Linked DNA regions of Sus scrofa: all the other regions are linked to region 1. A link is a contact called in public Hi-C and HiChIP or PLAC-seq data. All regions are on one chromosome and are shown on one strand. The core of a region is the stretch at or near the end of the contact, and the rest is flanking DNA. Distances in the headings are between cores, read along the strand shown.

What was found. Hi-C and Micro-C count contacts between places; a contact is called where the count stands out from the background. HiChIP or PLAC-seq counts read pairs in DNA pulled down with a chosen protein or histone mark.
Region 2: an H3K27ac HiChIP or PLAC-seq map of alveolar macrophages shows a contact between it and region 1. The contact joins the promoter of TPM2 here to the promoter of RUSC2 in region 1. A contact is called at or near these places in 5 of 47 Hi-C or Micro-C datasets (adipose tissue, embryonic fibroblasts, epiblast stem cells and 2 more) and 2 of 2 datasets of contacts at active chromatin or transcription factors (alveolar macrophages and skeletal muscle).
Region 3: an H3K27ac HiChIP or PLAC-seq map of alveolar macrophages shows a contact between it and region 1. The contact joins the promoter of TLN1 here to the promoter of RUSC2 in region 1. A contact is called at or near these places in 5 of 47 Hi-C or Micro-C datasets (embryonic fibroblasts, fetal liver, heart right ventricle and 2 more) and 2 of 2 datasets of contacts at active chromatin or transcription factors (alveolar macrophages and skeletal muscle).
Region 4: a contact with region 1 is called in a Hi-C map of liver, with 4 times the contacts expected there. The contact joins the promoter of RGP1 here to the promoter of RUSC2 in region 1. A contact is called at or near these places in 1 of 5 promoter capture datasets (liver), 3 of 47 Hi-C or Micro-C datasets (heart right ventricle, liver and skeletal muscle) and 1 of 2 datasets of contacts at active chromatin or transcription factors (alveolar macrophages).

Annotation. Positions count from the first base shown.
Region 1 is chr1:236,264,560-236,268,703 of Sscrofa11.1, reverse strand. RUSC2 (iporin) reads right to left here and starts at 2,789. Exons shown (of 12, transcript XM_001927812.5): 1 at 2,477-2,789.
Region 2 is chr1:236,408,171-236,412,225 of Sscrofa11.1, reverse strand. TPM2 (tropomyosin 2 (beta)) reads left to right here and starts at 2,610. Exons shown (of 9, transcript NM_001129947.1): 1 at 2,610-2,821; 2 at 3,252-3,377. The coding sequence starts at 2,708.
Region 3 is chr1:236,449,505-236,453,360 of Sscrofa11.1, reverse strand. TLN1 (talin-1) reads left to right here and starts at 2,383. Exons shown (of 57, transcript XM_021065688.1): 1 at 2,383-2,806. CREB3 (cAMP responsive element binding protein 3) reads right to left here and starts at 2,093. Exons shown (of 9, transcript NM_001123220.1): 1 at 1,965-2,093; 2 at 1,712-1,859; 3 at 1,568-1,635; 4 at 1,362-1,451. The coding sequence starts at 2,093.
Region 4 is chr1:236,465,526-236,469,725 of Sscrofa11.1, reverse strand. It overlaps RGP1 (RAB6A-GEF complex partner protein 2), which reads right to left and starts at 1,430. Exons shown (of 9, transcript XM_003480545.4): 1 at 1,306-1,430; 2 at 844-978; 3 at 345-481. The coding sequence starts at 959. It overlaps GBA2 (glucosylceramidase beta 2), which reads left to right and starts at 1,839. Exons shown (of 17, transcript NM_001258385.1): 1 at 1,839-2,372. The coding sequence starts at 2,038.

The DNA of each region.
Region 1 (4,144 bases), core at 1,540-4,039:
TGGGTAACCTCAACACTGATCAAGTGGATGATCACTACAGAATCTGCCCTTACCCTAACATGCAGTGAGTGAGCCATCTCAGTCAAGTGACTTTTAATAGGCTGCTCAGTCACTGTGTGTAACAGAAGAAAAGGGTGAGTTATTGTCCTAAATTTGTAGAGAGGAAAAATAGAACACACAAGCCTTCCCGTGAACTAGGGTTACCAGATTTAGCAAATAAAAATACAGGATACTCTGTTGTTTATCTTAAATTCAAATTTAACTTGGCATCCTGTATTTTATCTGGCAACAGTCTGAAGTACTGGAAATGAAGATAAATTACATAAAATAATCCAGAGTTTTTTGGGATTATTGAGATTTCAACAGGGACTCTAGACAGGGAAAAGTAGAAAAGCCCATTATAAACTTACTGGTTAACCAAAAACTAAACTCAAAAACTGGTCTACAGGCACGATGTCCACGCTTAACCCAGCTCAGGAGCCCCTTTCTGCTTTCAGAAAAATCTGAAATTCCTGATCCAAGATTTACTTTATAAAGTTATAATGATAAGTCAGAGAATAGGAAAAAGAAAAAGTAAAGGATATATTAAAGCTAGAAATGGTTGAGAACATACCCAGGTTCTAGTTAGGCAGGCCTGGCCTCAAAAAGGGACCTTAAACACAGCATAAAAATCAGAGGAAACCAGATTTTGACTTTCCTCAGAGCAGAAACAGCGAGGATGACTGCCTTATAGCCATACATATGAGGGACACAAGTAGCAGAACACCAGAGATCTGGTGGTATCTCCCCTCCTCTAAACCATACCACTGCTTAATTTCCGTGGAGCCTCTTAAGAAACTCCAGCCATTGCTTTTACCTACACTCTGAGCCCCAGGTACAATAATGCTACTAGTAGTCAGGCAAACTATTTCTTAGCTTATAAATTCCCACAGCTTTCCAGCCATTGTTTCAATACTCAGCAATATCATCTACTTCCCCGTGGAACCTGGGCGAAAACTGAGGTCTCAGAACCCTGTCTTAGCTTCAGCAAACTGAATCTTTTCAGATCATCCTCCTAGAAATCAACAAAACAGGTTTCAGGCTCTCTGTTCTTAGAGAAAAACATCTTTAAAAGGCCTATGTTCTTATTTACTACAGATATGTCCACAAAGTGGTAATCCCTGCCCCATTCCGGTCTACTGAGATATAAATGGCCCATATATGGCCTGATCATACCGTAGCAGTATTTAGGAATCTTTGAATATTTCTCACACTAGGCCAGCCTGGGATTTCTATTCCAGTGGGGGTGGGGAAGAGATGTACTCAAGAACTAAAGGGTAAAATAACTGAGATCCTTCATTCCTCCAACCTGTCCCGAAGCACCAGCAGACCAGTTACACCAAGTCGGATTTAAAGGCTGTAGTTAGCCTCCACAATTCTTCCCTAAAGGGAGCAGCCAGTCTCTGGAGCAGAGGATCGGGTAGGGATCATCCCGGCAAAGCTCTCTCAAGATTATCTGGGCAGCCTCTAAAGGCACTGACCAGTAAAAATTCCCGGGTCATGACTTTGGTAAACAGAACATAAAGGGAAAACCGCTGATATGTAGAGGCTCCTATATAAAAGAAATCAGACGCATGAATTGAAAACTGCATATATTCAGTTCTATGCTCCCAATGAGTGCAAGTAGCCCTCCAGATTGCCCCCCCCCCGCCCCCCGTCAAGTAGGTAGTGATATTTTCCCCTCTAAAGCACTCTGCCTCACAGTCTCTGCATTGGGCTCATTCACCCACCCATCATACATTTACTGAATGCTACCATGTGCCAGGCACTGTGCTGGGCGTTGTAGATAAAAATGAACAGTGAATGGTTCTTGCCTTCAGAGCTGTCCCCTGATGTCCTCAGGGCCAGCTTGGCAAGCCCAAGCCAGCCCTGGGCAACGGGATGACAGCGCCCTTTGCAGCAGGTTAAGAGTGGTGGCAGGGGGCTGGCAAAACTGCCAGGCCAAAGGTTTTCTCAAGGTAAAACTGGATGCAGATACCAGCTTGGCAACCAGGGGCCAAAAGGGCGGAGGGTGCAAAGGACCCGGGCTGGGTGCTGGGCTACCGCGCTACCGCAGGGCGGTCACAGGAGATGCAGTACAACGATGACTACTGGGCACGAGTCAACTGAGGGGGTGTCTCCGAAGGGCAGTTTGAGAGACGGTTGGCTTGGAGCTGGGGAGACGCCTGAAAGGATGGTTGGTCCTGGGTGTCTGAGGGTTCAGTGTACGGCGGAGCTGAAGTGTCAGGGCAGGCTGAAGATGGAGCTTGCTCGAGGGGGTCGGAGAAGATGCGAGGGAGGGTGGGCCTGAGGGAACCAGGGGGAAAGGCTGAGCGTCCGGGCGGGGGCGCTAAGGGCTGGATAGGTGGGCCTTTCTCCTAAAGGATCGTTTGCAACGGGAAGGCAGTGGGTCTCCGGGACTCCGCCCGCCCCCAGGTTTCTCGCCTCAGCGTCCTACCTGATTTCTCGCCTCACTGTGCTCCCACGGCGAAGGCGGCGACGTAGTCTCGAGCACTCCAGGGGTCGCGTTGCAGCCGGGACAAGCAGACGTCCCCCGCCTCTCTAGACAGCTTGGTAACGCCCGCTACCCCCTGCAGCTGTGGCGCTGATGGTCCAACCCGAGTCTCCCTCATGCCGCCCCTCCGGACGACCCGTGGTTCGGTCCGCTGGGCCCGCGAGGGCTCACCCACCGCCCCTGCTCCCGCTGCAATAGGCGCAACGAGTCACGCGCAGTGCTTTCCCGCGAGGGAAGCGGCGAGGCTTTGGCTGTGGACCCGCCCTCTGCGGCTGGCGCCCCGCCCCTTCGGGTGGTGCCGGGTTAAGAGCACTGCCTTGTGCTGGAACCCAGAGAACCTTCGCGCAGCTTTAACACCCTGTGGAAGGGAGGTGCATTTGTGCCCCCACCTTTGGCTAAGGCCTCGATTCTCTGCCTGACACCCGGGTGGAACCTCTTGGGAAAACCAGAAAAAGAAAACTAAAGCCTGATCTCAGCCGGGACCGAGTGAACTAGAATCACCTGTGGGGTGGAGTAGGGGTTGGGTGGTGCGGCAGGCTTTGGTTTATTTGTTTGTTTATTTATTTATTTATTTCTGTGATTGGGGCTTATGGAAGTTCTTGGGCCAGGGAATGAATCTAAGCTACAGCAGTGACCGGAACTGCTGCTGTGACAATACTGGATCCTTAACCCTCTCTGTTGCAGGAGAACTCCCAGGCTTTGATATTTTTTCAAGTATCCCATTGTATAGCCAGGGTAAAGAAAAACCTGGTAAAATCTAGAATGGACAAAGACTCCTTCAGCCAAAAATTTAGTCAGGCTAAGTCTGCCCCCGGGGGTTAGGCTCATCTTTGGGCTTCTCTCTGTGTCCCTGTACAATTCAGTTTTGAGCAAGGATCCCTGTAAATCAGTTTGTTGAAAAATCGAACACCCTTGGTATCTGACCACCTTTGATATTTTAGCACCTTGGTCTGCCTCCAGCAAAAATTCTTTTGAGTTGGTCTACTAAGAATCCCCCTTATTCCTGATGTTTCTTATTGGTAACTGCTATGATCATATCCCTCCAAAATTTATATGTTAAAATCCTAACCTGCAAAGATTAAGTGGGGCCTTCGGTAAGTGATTAGGTCATGAGGAGCACACGGGATTAGGATTAGTGGTTTTATAGATCTCATAGAGCTCCCTAGCCCAATCCTCCAGGTGAGAAGTCTGTGACAAGAGGGCACTTAGCAACCCAGTCTCCAGAACTGTGAGAAATTTGTCTATAAACTACTCAGTTTGAAGTGTTTTATTATAGCAGCCCAAATTGACGAAGGCTGTACTTTTCCACCCACTGACCTCTACCACTACTCTGTTTCTGGGCTGATAAATTACCATTGTCTTTGTTGGGGTCGGAGTTGAGCTCAATCTGTCCACCACTGCAACACTCTGCTGCAGTGGTCTCTACCTACTCCATGGTTCCACCCCGCTACTTAAAGTATGCCTTACTACTCTTTAACAAGTGTCATGAATAATTTTTTTGGGGGGGAAGTTCCTGGTCAGTGGTTAACGAATCCGACTAGAAACCATGAGGTTGTGGGTCCAATCCCTGGCCTTGCTCAGTGGGTTAAGGATCCAGCATTGCTGTGAGCT
Region 2 (4,055 bases), core at 1,361-3,860, 140 kb before region 1:
AAAAGATAGCCACTCCCCTTGGCTGATAATAACTGTATCCCACGGATCCTGGGGGCAGAGCTTCAGTGCCTGCCCGCTTGCATCTTTCGCAAGCGTCCTATCCTAATAAATCTATTTCTTGCCTAAAAAAAAAAAGAAAAAAAGAAAAAGATAGGCCCTGGCATTCTGGAGAACTCACAGACCACTAGGCAAACAGGTATAACAACAGTCATAACAGGGACTATGCCGAGACAGACTGTTAGGAGCTTGCCCCAAGAATAAGCATTTATTACATGCAGAGGGTGGGAAGGGAAGAGGCTAGGGAAGCCTCCTCAGAAAAGTTGACACGGTCTGAGTCTTTACAGCCACCAGGAATCAGCCAAGGGAAGGGCATTTTAGGGATATATAACAGAATGTATAAAGCGGTAGCTTTGGTGTTCCCATGGTGGCACAACCAGATCAGCCGTGTCTCTGCAGCACCAGGACTCATGTTCAGCCCTAGCCCAGCACAGTGGGTTAAAGGATCCAGTGTTGGTGACCAAAAATGAATTAAAAAAAAAAAAATGGTGGTAACTTTTAAGAAAAGCTTGGTGATTTCTAGCTCCTGCACTTAGCTCAGTATGAATGCTACATGAAGTACAAATCTGTGTGCTGAGAGTGAGGTTGGAACTGAAAGGAGGTAGGGCTAGAGAGGTAGGCAGGTGCCAAAACAAAGGGCCTGATACACCATATTAAGAAATGTGACTTTTACTGGCAAAAGAGGGAGGGCGAAGGGAGGGGCTTTTGGAGCATCTTAGGGTCCTACTTGTACCAACTTTTTCAAAGATCTTTGTGTAACAAGGTCGAGGAGAGTTGGGGGAGTCAGGAGTTCACAACAGACCCAGGCAGGAGGTAATATAAGGAGCTGCCTGAGGAGGAGACTTCAGTGGAAGAAGCTCATTTGTAGGAGCAGAACCTACAGGATCAAGGGACTGTGGGAAGTGAGAGGTCTGGCACTGGCTACAGGGTGGATGGAAGACTCTTCCAAGAGTTTGGGGAGAACAGGGAGATGGAGTGAACACCAGCGGGCGGTGGGGCCGGTGGACCGGGAGGTGGGTGAGGAGGGGACAGAGGTCAAGTTTGTTCCATGTGTAGCATCGGTCCACTAAGCAGATCTAAATACATTTCCGCCCCCACCTCCCCTGGCCGTGGACCTATGGTTCCCACGGTTCCCACCCAGCCAGCAAAAGCCAGGCCTCCCGCCCCCCTGCCCCTGGGGAGCGAGGCTTCCTCTGCCTACCCTGGTCTCCCCTCCCCCCACCCCAAGGCGGCTCTCCACTTCCTCTCCCCTCACCCCACCCCAAGGAAAAAGCGAAAACAAACAGCCTCGCACGGGTGCCTCCGATTTCCCGACCCTAGGCCACGGCTCCCGGCTCCGGGAGCTGTTTCTGGCGGCCTCGGTCAGAGGGAACATCTCACCCCCAGCTCCAGACGCCCAGCAGCTCCGTAACTCTTGCCCTCGCCCCTGCCTTCCTTGCCCCATTCCGGCCCCGCCTCCCCACGGGAAACATCCCAAAAAAGGGCAGAAAAGAAATTTCAGCGTAAAGTTGGCCCACAGGGGAAGGGAGGAGAGTCCGCAGGGAGAAGGGGAGGAGAATGGAAGGAGAAGGGAGGGCGCACAGGGAAGCTAGGGGAAATCGGGATGGGTGGGGGTGAGTGGGGGGCGGGCGGTGGGGCCGGTGGACCGCGAGGCGGGGTGAGGAGGGGGACGGAGAGCGACTCGTCCCGGGTGGGGGTGGGGATGGGGGCGGGGAGCGCGGGTCCGGCGGGGCAGAAGTGGCCGCGGAAAATATGCGGGGCACGTGGGGGGCGGGGCGGGCTGGGCGCGGATCCGGGTTCTGCGTGCTCGGCGATGGTAGAGGAGGGGCCCTGGCTCCAGGGGCAGGGGCTGGAAGGGGAAGCGAGGGGAAGAGAGGTCAGGCCCGCCCTCGGGGGCAACAAGCCGGTCCTCGCTCCGAAGGGCTGCCGGGGCTCTGGGCTCGCCTCCTACCTCAGTTTCCCCAAGTCTCTGGTAAGACTCTCCACTATCACCACCATGTCCGTAGCAAAAACCCAGCATCTGGGACTGGGGTAAACTGAGGCACTCAAACTGCGGAGGAGCCCCGCCTCCCAAGAGACATTTAATCCGAGGGGATTTACAGGAAACTTCTAAATTAAGGGCAGCGGCTGCTGCAGTTGAGGGGGGGCCTTTTGGTCCCTGCGCTTGGGGCAGCTGCCGTGAGCTCAAGCCCTGAAATAGCCTCAGGGGCCCCAGCCGCAGCTGCCACCGGGCCAGGCTGTCACTCAGAAGAAGCACGGAGCCCCCTGCCCCAAGGTCCCCTCCCTTCCACAGCGCTAGTGTCTTTCTCAGCAGACCGTCCAGCTACTTTCCCTTCCGACGGCTGGGGGGGATGGGGTGAGGGAGAGGCGGAGCCCTAGGGGGCGGTTCCGAAGGGGTGGGCGTAGGGGGTGGCCGCGCCCCCCCCAACCCTGCTGTGCTTCTGCCCCTACAAGGTTTGGGCTGCAATGGGGGAGGGTCCTGGCCCCCGGCTCCGCCCGGTCCCTCCCAGCCTTTTAGGCGCCCGCGCGGCTGGGACGTCCCAGCCCCGCTAGGTCCTCCTCGTCCGCCACCCGTGCGCCCAGTCAGCACAGCCAGTCCCGTTCGCCCGGTCCACACTGCCCGCCGGCCGGCCGGTCCCCAACAGCAACCATGGATGCCATCAAGAAGAAGATGCAGATGCTAAAGCTGGACAAGGAGAATGCCATCGACCGTGCTGAGCAGGCGGAGGCTGACAAGAAGCAGGCTGAAGACCGCTGCAAGCAGGTGGGGGTCCCAGGCTCTGTGTAACCTCTGTCCCCAATCCGCAACAAGGGCAGCCTGTGCCACTCTGTGCTCCCCAGCCTCTGGCCTGCCGTCCAAGCCTCGCTACCATCCAGTGTGGGGGCTGGGCCTTCACAGTACCCCCAGGGCCCTAGCCAGAGCTACACTTCATCTCACCCACCCTCGTCCGAGGAGCCCCAGTCCCCTAATTTCCACTCCTCCCTTTACAGAGCCATGATGGGCCTTGCTCCTTGGGGCTGGAAGCTTTCTCTCTACTCCCACCAGTTCCCTCCCACACCCCTAGCTGCCCTGACCCTCCTCTGCTATCCCTCTTCCTCTCTGTCAGCCTCTATATATCTCTTAGTACCCCTCACACACACCCCTGCCTCCTGCCTGGGCCTGGGCCTGGCTGACTGAGGCATCTCTCTCCCAGCTGGAGGAGGAGCAGCAGGCCCTCCAGAAGAAGCTGAAAGGGACGGAGGATGAGGTGGAAAAGTATTCCGAATCAGTGAAGGATGCCCAGGAGAAACTGGAGCAGGCTGAAAAGAAGGCCACCGACGTGAGTGTGAACCTGGGGGGACAGTAGGAGACTCAGTGCTTTGGGAGGGGTTCCAGACATGGGGATGAGAGGGACTTTCACCATCAGGACAGAGACGGTTTCCTCTCAGGAACGCAGGCCAGGGCAAGCTTGCACAATTAATCCAAGACAGTGGGTAAATCAAAACCACTTACCACTTCCCCCTGAGAACACAACATTTTAATTCCATTTGGTTCCAGCTCTTAGAAGGCACAGTGATCAAGCAGTGAGTCATCGCGGGGGCGGGTGGCACAAGAATTTACCATCCACCTCAACTAATCTTCCAGCTGAAGATGGAGAGGAGACTGAAGCTACATTTGTGGGGTATGGGGTGTGGGTGGAGGTGCTGTTAGGCAGGAGGAGGGGAGAGGAATCCACAGATGGGCCTTGACTTGAGTTACACTGCTGGGGGGCCATTAGAAATTCCCTGGCCTTGACCTCTGGCTCCAGTGGCCCTGCTGTGTACTGGCGCCCCAGCTCAGGTTCTAACGGTCCCTCATTTACCCTCATTAAGCTGTCAGTCTTGAGACCATGCCAGGCCACAGGGCAGAGGGACAGGGCCACTAATGCCAAGGCAACCACCTTGGCAGCTCCTGTTCACTCTGAGATTTCTCTGCCCACCTCACACCCCCTAACCAGACTTCTCTACCTCCTGTTCTT
Region 3 (3,856 bases), core at 1,134-3,633, 190 kb before region 1:
CAAGGGCAGGGATCGAACCTGCAACCTCATGGTTCCTAGTCAGAGTCATTAACCACTGCGCCACTACGGGAACTCCAGGCCTATTCACTCTTAGTAGTCATATCACACTACTGTACTTTTAAGAAATTAAAGTCTCTTTATCTTTCTATCAGTAAATATTGATTTCATCATAGTATCACAATACCGCACATGTGAAGCTGCCACTCATTGCTTGAAGCAAAACTCAGGATTTTACATTTATTTTTGTTATACTCCTTAGTCCAGCCTTGATGAATTCTAAAACTTAACCATTCAGCCATAGGTGGATTAGTGTAAAACTAGTGAAATCTAAGTGTCAGGACCCCCCTGTTCCCACAGTACTTTGCAAATCCCTATACCAATATTACACTAATGATTTTGAATTCTTACTTAAAGAGAACACCAAAGTTTGTACAAGCCCTACAAAAACCAGGATCTGCCCCGGCATCCAGCATATTAACTACAGCTTCCTACAAACAACAAACGTGCCAATCTCTCGCTGTCAGGAGACGTGTTTCTACAATCTTTTCTTAGCCTCTTTGCTTCTATTTTCTATGCTGAAAATTCCATTTTGTCCTGCTTTACTTAACCCCATATTCCAGCTTGAAAAACAGTCACCATGCTAGTAAATAATTTAAGCTTAAGAACAAAGACCAAAAGGCATAAGTATTCACGTGGTCAGCTGAATGAGGACATAATGCGTTGGTCTAGGCATGCAGTTTGCACAGCATGATACGTCCTGTTAAAATAAGAGGAAGAGGCGCCTCAAGGCCCCAGGGGGTTTATGAGCGGTCGTTAGCAGAATATGCATCAGCAAGGAGGTACAAACCTAGGCATGCCAGGTTGCAGCAGATAGGCATGCTGTCTGTGGAAGCACAATGATAATTCTCTAGGTGCTATGCACAGAGAGCTAATATCCAGCTTCTTCAATGCTAGTGATTGTTAATGCCTAAAGGTCAGAATAAAAGCTTAACCAGCTACCAGCTATGTGACTTTTAAAATAATAAAAGAACTATGTCCTGCACCTACAACCCCCTCCTCACTTGATGTAATCCTAAAGAGCACAATAAAAGCAGTGTGGTTTCTTGAGGCACTGCTCTTGGTCCCTGAGACCTTGAGTCCCCCAGTTCCCACCCGCAATTAAGATAAATGTCTCTGTGTCTTGTTTTATGCTAACTTTTTCTCAAGTTTTACAGCACCCGTTCCTCAGCCCTTACCTGCGAAGCTGGACTCAGCATCTCGCCTCAGTCCTTTCTCAAGTTACTGATATAAAATTAACAGAGTCAGCCTACTAGGGACTTAACCCCTGCATCCAGTCTTTGCTCCTCGAATGGGAGTCTTACCTTAGTGAGAGGAAGTGTCCCGGGCAGAGTAAGCCCCTCCTTCTCCAAAAGCCTCTTCTCCTCCTCCGTCAGTATCAGCTCACCAATCTCCTGGGGTTCCAAGAGGTGGGCAGCACAGGTGCAAGAGGGTGTCAGAGAGAAATTCGGACTCCTGCCCCAACCCGGTCAATGTGGGAATAATCGTCCTGTAAACCAAGTCAAGTTACCTGCTCTGCGGGCGCCTCCACACGCAGGGAAGTCATTTGGGCCCCTTCCTTCTCATAATCCTCATTATCTGCAAGAGGGAAAGTATAAACAGCCAGGTCCATAGTCCCCTCCCCTCCCCCAAACTTCACCTCTATCAGACTCACCTAGATCTATGGAGACATACTCCTGTGACAGGGAATAGGTGTGATCATGGTGGACAAGATAGGGGTCAGAGTGGCTAAAATCGGTCAACGATGCTGGGGGACTCGACAGGCAGCTCAGGAAATCCTCTACGTCCCAATCGCTCAATGCCTGCCCAGGGTTCAGATTAACAGACTTTGACTGATCACCACCCCCTGCCTCAGAGACACCCCTCCATCCCGCCCGGGGCCTCCCGGACTCAGAGCCCCCCCCCACCTCGGAAAGTGGTAGCTCCCAATCCAGGGGCGCCTCCAAGGCTTCGTCCCGCGCCGCCCCCAGACCTCCGCTTTCCTCTAACAGGAAGCCCAGCAAGTCATCGTCACCCGAGTCCAACCCCAGCTCCATATGAGACATCTACGGAAAGGATGAGCAGAAACACAGAAGTACACCCGGAGTCAACTCCCAACCCCACGCACGACTCCCACCGATCGTCAGTGGGCCACACCTATGGGCTCCGCAAGCGGGGTTTTCCTCCTGGATGCCGGAGGTGGCTCACAAACCCGACCCGCCTCCCAGCCTGAGTCTTAGCCACTTCCAACACCACACAAGTGACGCACCGAGCCCTGAGGCATCCCGGGACTTGGAGTTCCCCGGACGCGGAAGTGGCCTTGGTGCACGCCACGTCCCGGGCACTATGCAAATAGAGGGGACGTCCTTGCCAGCCCCTCACTCCCCGAGGGCGGGCATTCCGGCGAGCCGCCTCCGCCTCCGCCTCCGCCTTCGCCCCGGGCTAGGAAAAGGAAGGACTACCGCGCAACCGGGACCTCGGGCCCAGCTCGGGCGTCTTCTTGGGATTGCGCCGCACCCTCGCTTCCTGCCGGGGAGGGGCTGCGGGTCTTCGGCCGGCTCCTGAGCATCGAGATCTGGGGCCAGAGCAGCTTCCTGCGGTCCCCGCAACCATAGAGCGCGGGCCCAGGGCGCCGCCCGCGGGCGGGGGACGTTCCCGGACGGAAGTGGCCGAGAGTGTCGAAGGGAGGGCGAGGCCGGAGCCCGAGAGCCACCGGGAGAACGAGCGGGTTAGCGGGCCGGCGGGCGGGGCGCAGAGCCGGGCAGCGCAGGTAGGCCGGTCTGCCGCGAGCGGGGCCTCAGGGTGGGGCCGCAAGGCCGGGCCCGGGAGGCGGGCGGGGCCCCTGACTTGACTGCGTCTCCTGTTTCGGGTCCTGTTGGAGAGGTCAGCGTCCAGTGTCTCTCGGCTTGGGCTGGGAGTTCAAGAGGCCTTTTTGCGGGAGGCTTTTCTGCTCCCTTGCTGGGAGCAGCCCCCTGTCTGGGATAGGTTTGGGGGAGGGTGAAGAGTGGGTGGCAGTGCGACGCAGGGCGGGGATCGGCTTTGAGGTTGGCTGATGGCGGGTATGTGGGTAGGAGCGCCCTGGGTGGGTTGGGGATTAGGTGGTATTGGGTTTAGGAGCCAAGGTTAGCTTTAGGGGTTTAAATTTCGAGTTATGAGCGTGAGTCAGGTCCGTTTTGGGTAGGTAAAGTTTGGATTAAGGACATTATTTTGTGTTCTAGGATGGTCAGCCTAAGCCAGAGTTAGAGTCCAGGGTCGGGTTAAGGGTCAGCAGCAGGAACGGCGCTCGAGATCCAGTTTTAGGCATTAGAGACCGTTGGCATAGCCAGTGTTAGGGGTAAAACGGGGAAGGAGTGACTCAGGAATCAAGTGACACATGATCTTTAGGTTCAGGGGTCAAGCTCTAGGGGTAAGGTTGGGATTTGGTGCTAAAGGTAAAATTTAGATCAAAATTAGGGATCAGGGATTGGATTCAAGTGTCTGCTGGGAAAGAGCTGAATGTTAAAGCCAGTATTGGGCATCAGGAGACAAATTGGGATCGGGGTTAATGTTGGGAACTAAGGACAGTTTTAGGGGTTATAGGCTGAGGTCAGGGTAGGTGACCTCAGGCAGGTAAAATTTAAGAGATTGGCAGGTGCTCTTTTTTTTTTTTTTTTTTTTTTTTGCAGGGAGGGCTCTTGTTTCTCTGTCGCCGTGGGGGCTTCTTTGGCGCAGAGAAATGATAAACTGATTACAGGGTAGGGTTCTGAGCTTCAGCTAGAATTGCAGGCATCTGGGATTCCAGCTGCATTGTACTCTCTAAGCCCAAGGCTCTTGCTGTGGC
Region 4 (4,200 bases), core at 181-2,680, 200 kb before region 1:
CCTAGGCTGGGAACCTCCACATGCTGTGGGTGCAGCCCTGAAAAAGACACACACACACAAAAAAAGAAAAATTGCAATTTAATGACCCCATTGTCTGGTACTGGAGGAGGGTAGCAGAGCAAGTGGGGGCAAGAAGCACTGCCAACAAAGGGCAACCCAAACTAAGCTAGTCCTCTTTTCTTATTGAGAGAGGAACAGTTTTACACCCCTAAAGCAGCAAGTATGCTCCTGCACATCCCCAATGCAAAAGAGACCTCAGTGACCCACTCGAACAATTGGACAGTTTTTACCCTTGGGCAGCAATGATTTTATCCCCCTCCAAAGGCAAATGCCCCATCTCTAACCTCGGTGTGGTAGAAAGACAGTCTGGCTCTCAGGCTGGACATCTGGTTGACTGGAGTCAGGGGGAGGCAGGGCTACTCGACTCTCACTGGCATGAAACTGGCAGTGGATTTGAGCACTGGCCCAAGCCAGAGCCTCACTATGGGAGGAGGAAAAGGGGACATCAGAGGGGAGTTCCTGACCTCGCAAAGGCTCTCCCAAACTCCCTACCACACTGAGAAGGTCAACACAGGGAGATGGATGGCCTCCATTCCAGAGAATCCAGAACCCCAGAGAGAAACCATTAAATCCGGAAAAATATATTGGGAGTAAAAAGGAGAATGGGGGATGAGAGAAGAAAGGAGAGTAGAGGGTTATGTCACCCACACCTGTTAAATAGCCCTTTCCTGCAATGAGAGCACAATGAGCAACAAAGTGATGATGTAGCTATAGGCAGCTCAGCACTATAGATACCAGGCTTCCTCCCAGAAGGACCACCGTCTTCAGTATCAGCATCCCCACCTGGATGCAGACGTGGCCGTAGGCGGCAGGGGGTTGGTGACAGTCACCACACACTCCAGCGCTTCCCCCGCCAGAAACACAGGACCTCTGCTCAACTCTGCTACTACTTCAATCATGGCAGCTCCGGAATCGGATCTGGAAGGAAACAAGGGGTGTCAGAGGTCAGTACCACGGCAGGGAGGGGTGTCTCAGGCGAGCCCGGGGGTGAAGACCGAGGAAACGGGGCGTTCAGCACCACGGTGTCAGAGGTAAGCGCCCAGATTTGGGATGCGGGAAGGCGGAAGGGAGGTCCGGTGGCAGGTGTCTCGGCACTGCGGAGGGGGAGGGCGTCGCTCGGGGTCCCGGGCCCCCGCCCCTCTCAGCGCCCGGTCAGTCCCCCTACCCCGACAGAACCCCCAGGCCGCCTCCGCCCCTTTCCCTCGAGGTTCCAGGCCTCAGTCCAGGGCAAGGGCCGCCCGTCACCTCGCGCCCCTGGCCCGAACACCTTGCACGGTCGAAACCGGGGGCTTGGTGCACCGAGGCCCTCCGCCGCCCACCTCTCCTGGACCCGGCCAAGTGCTTGGCTGCGGCCGCAGCAGAGGCGGGACTTCCCTCGGTCCTCCTTCCCCCTCCCAGCCCCTTCCGACCGGAAGTGCCGGGCCGGCTGGGCCGGAAGGGGCTCGAGTGGTCCAGCCGCCGTGGGTCACCTTCCCACGGGCTGGCGCCCCGGCGCTGGCGCTGCCCGACACCGGCCGGCGGGACCCGGCGCCCACCCCTGGGGGGCCTGGTGCTGCAGCCCCGGGACGGGACCGAGGCTGCCGCGAGCTCCCAGGCGGGTCCCGGGGGCGGTGCCTGGCGGGCCGGTCCCCGGGACTCCTCCCCTCTCCGCGGGCAAAGTCGCCCTTTGGCCGGGCCAGCTAATCACCACGGCCCAATGACGTCGAGGCCCGATCCTTCCCGCCCAGGGCCCAGAGAGACGACCGAGGACGAGACCCTGGCGGCTTTATTGCTGTCGCCGCCGCCGCCGCTGCAGCCACAGCTCCCCGGCTCCACGGAGACACCAGCTCACCTCAGCTTTCCCCAGCGGGCAGCCCTCGGAGACGGCACCTAACAGCAGTCCGCGCCCGCGTCTGGGCTTGGCTGGCCAGATACTTTGTACCAGAAAGCTCGGGACCCGAGACTACCGAGGTCGTGGGGATCCAGGATCCAGGAAACATGGGAACCAGAGTCCCAGCCTCGGAGCCGACCAGCTGTGCCACAGGGGATCCGCAGACTTATTACCCTGAAGATATTGGAGGCACTGAGACTGCGCAGGTTACGGACTGCCAGAACCCTGAGGACAATCAACCCCAAAATGAGCCGAGCCACAGCAATCCAGAGGACTCTGGGCAGCTGATGGTTTCCTATGAGGGTAAAGCGGAGGGCTACCAGGTGCCTCCCTTTGGCTGGCGCATCTGCCTGGCTCATGAGTTTGCAGAGAAGAGAAAACCCTTTAATGCCAACGACATCTCCCTGAGCAACCTGATAAAGCATTTTGGGATGGGCTTGAGGTGAGTAGATCCCATTGCCTAAAATAACTTGTGCCTGGCTTTGTTCTAGCAGAGGCAGGAAAGTAAGGGGGGTGCTTTGTTCTAGTCTGGTGGCCCCATCCCCAACATATTCTAAACCACTGGTTCCGGCTGGTGAGATTAGGTCACATTTCTTTGCAACCCTCTTCCTTCCAGGAACTCATCTTTTTAGCAAAAAAAAAACAGGAGCATGTGGACCTTTTGGTCAGTCTTACCCATTTAGGCTGTCTCACAGACTCCCTCTTTTCCAAAGACTGCCCTTTGGGATTATACTTTGTGGCAAGATAGGAAAGAATATTCTAGGGGATATGGTACTGATACATTGTTGTGTCATGGGGGGGGGGCGTTCTCAGCCCCACATTCCCCTGAGCAGCTGGAATATTTATTGACCCTCATTTCGGCACAGCATTTTACAGCCCCAACGCCCATCAGCTTCTTTCCTCATCAGTTTTGGCTCCAAGGAGTGTGTGAGAGGCTGCTTGCTCTCAGCCCTAAAGAGAGGGCAGGCGATAAGAGATGTTCTAGAATAGACAGCCCCTGATATAAAAAGCAAAGAAGACCTTTGGCCAGGGAGGCACTGCCTTAGGTGTCCCCAGAGCTTAGTAATGATCTTCCAGAGCATTTCCTTATCTCTCCCCCACAAGTGGTGCAGACACTCCAAGAGCTTACCCTGAACTGTAGAACTCCTCCAGATCCCTCGATTCCCACTGGATTCAAAAAACTAGTGATGGAGCCAAGACCTATTAACAGGAACAAGTGGCCGTAGGACAGAAAGCATCATCCTGAGTCAGTCTACAGAGTAAACACAGAGCTGGGGAGGGAGGCTTAAAGTTTGGGAAATCCAGCCCTGGCAGCCTCAACGTAGGGCATCCTTCTTTTCTGCAGTCAGTGCTGTGGGGCTGGGGTAGAGAGCCCACGTACCTAACCCAAGCCCTAGGCAGTGGGAAGGGCCTGGCACTGCCCGCGTATCTGATGCCTTTGTCAGTTCCTCTAGGTGGCCTGTCCCAGAGAACAATAATCCCTCCAGGCTGCTTCTGAAACTGACCCAGCCCAGTTTTGACCCCAAGTGGCTTTGAGTCAAAATAGGGTCTACGACAGGGGTGCTGAGAGAAGCACACTGGGTTGCATGTGGTGGGGACATTGAGATCAAGAACCTGTAGGCATCCTAGCCCCCTAAGAATGACAGAGGCCCGAAGCTGTGCTCAGCCCCCTGGGCTTGGCTCCCCATGCCAGGACAGGGTGAAGATCGCTGACACAGGGGGCTTTGGAATGAGATGAGGTCCTGCCTTGAGAAAGCAGGGGTGAGACAAAGAGGAATTCAAAACAATAATTCTTAAGTTGGGTCTGAAATTAGGGAAAAGGCCAAATGGGTCAGGAAGGGCCAGCTGCTAATCTCTCACTAAAGGGAGTGAGAGAAAGGTGAGCCCTGAGAGGGAGCTGAACTGGGAGTACTCTGATCAGGAGCTCTAGCACCACAGAGTTCTCTTGGCCTCAGAGTAGTAAGCACTCAATTGTGTTTGCTCCCCGCTCCAGCCAGAATCCATCCATCCAATGAGTATGTATTGCATGCTCGTTCTGTGCCAGATACCCCTTTGTTCTGCCTATCTTCATATCTTGCACTTTGCCCTCACTGCCCGAATCCTCTCCTCACCCTCCCTCCCTCCCTCCCTCCCTCCCTCCGTCCGCCAGTCCTTGCTGGCCTCCAGTGTCAAAGTCTAGTTTCCTCTTAAGCTGGCAGAGAAGATCTGCCTCCCCATCATCATAGCCTTCCCTCCCTCCCCCTTCACCCCTGAAGCACACTGGGTTGCAT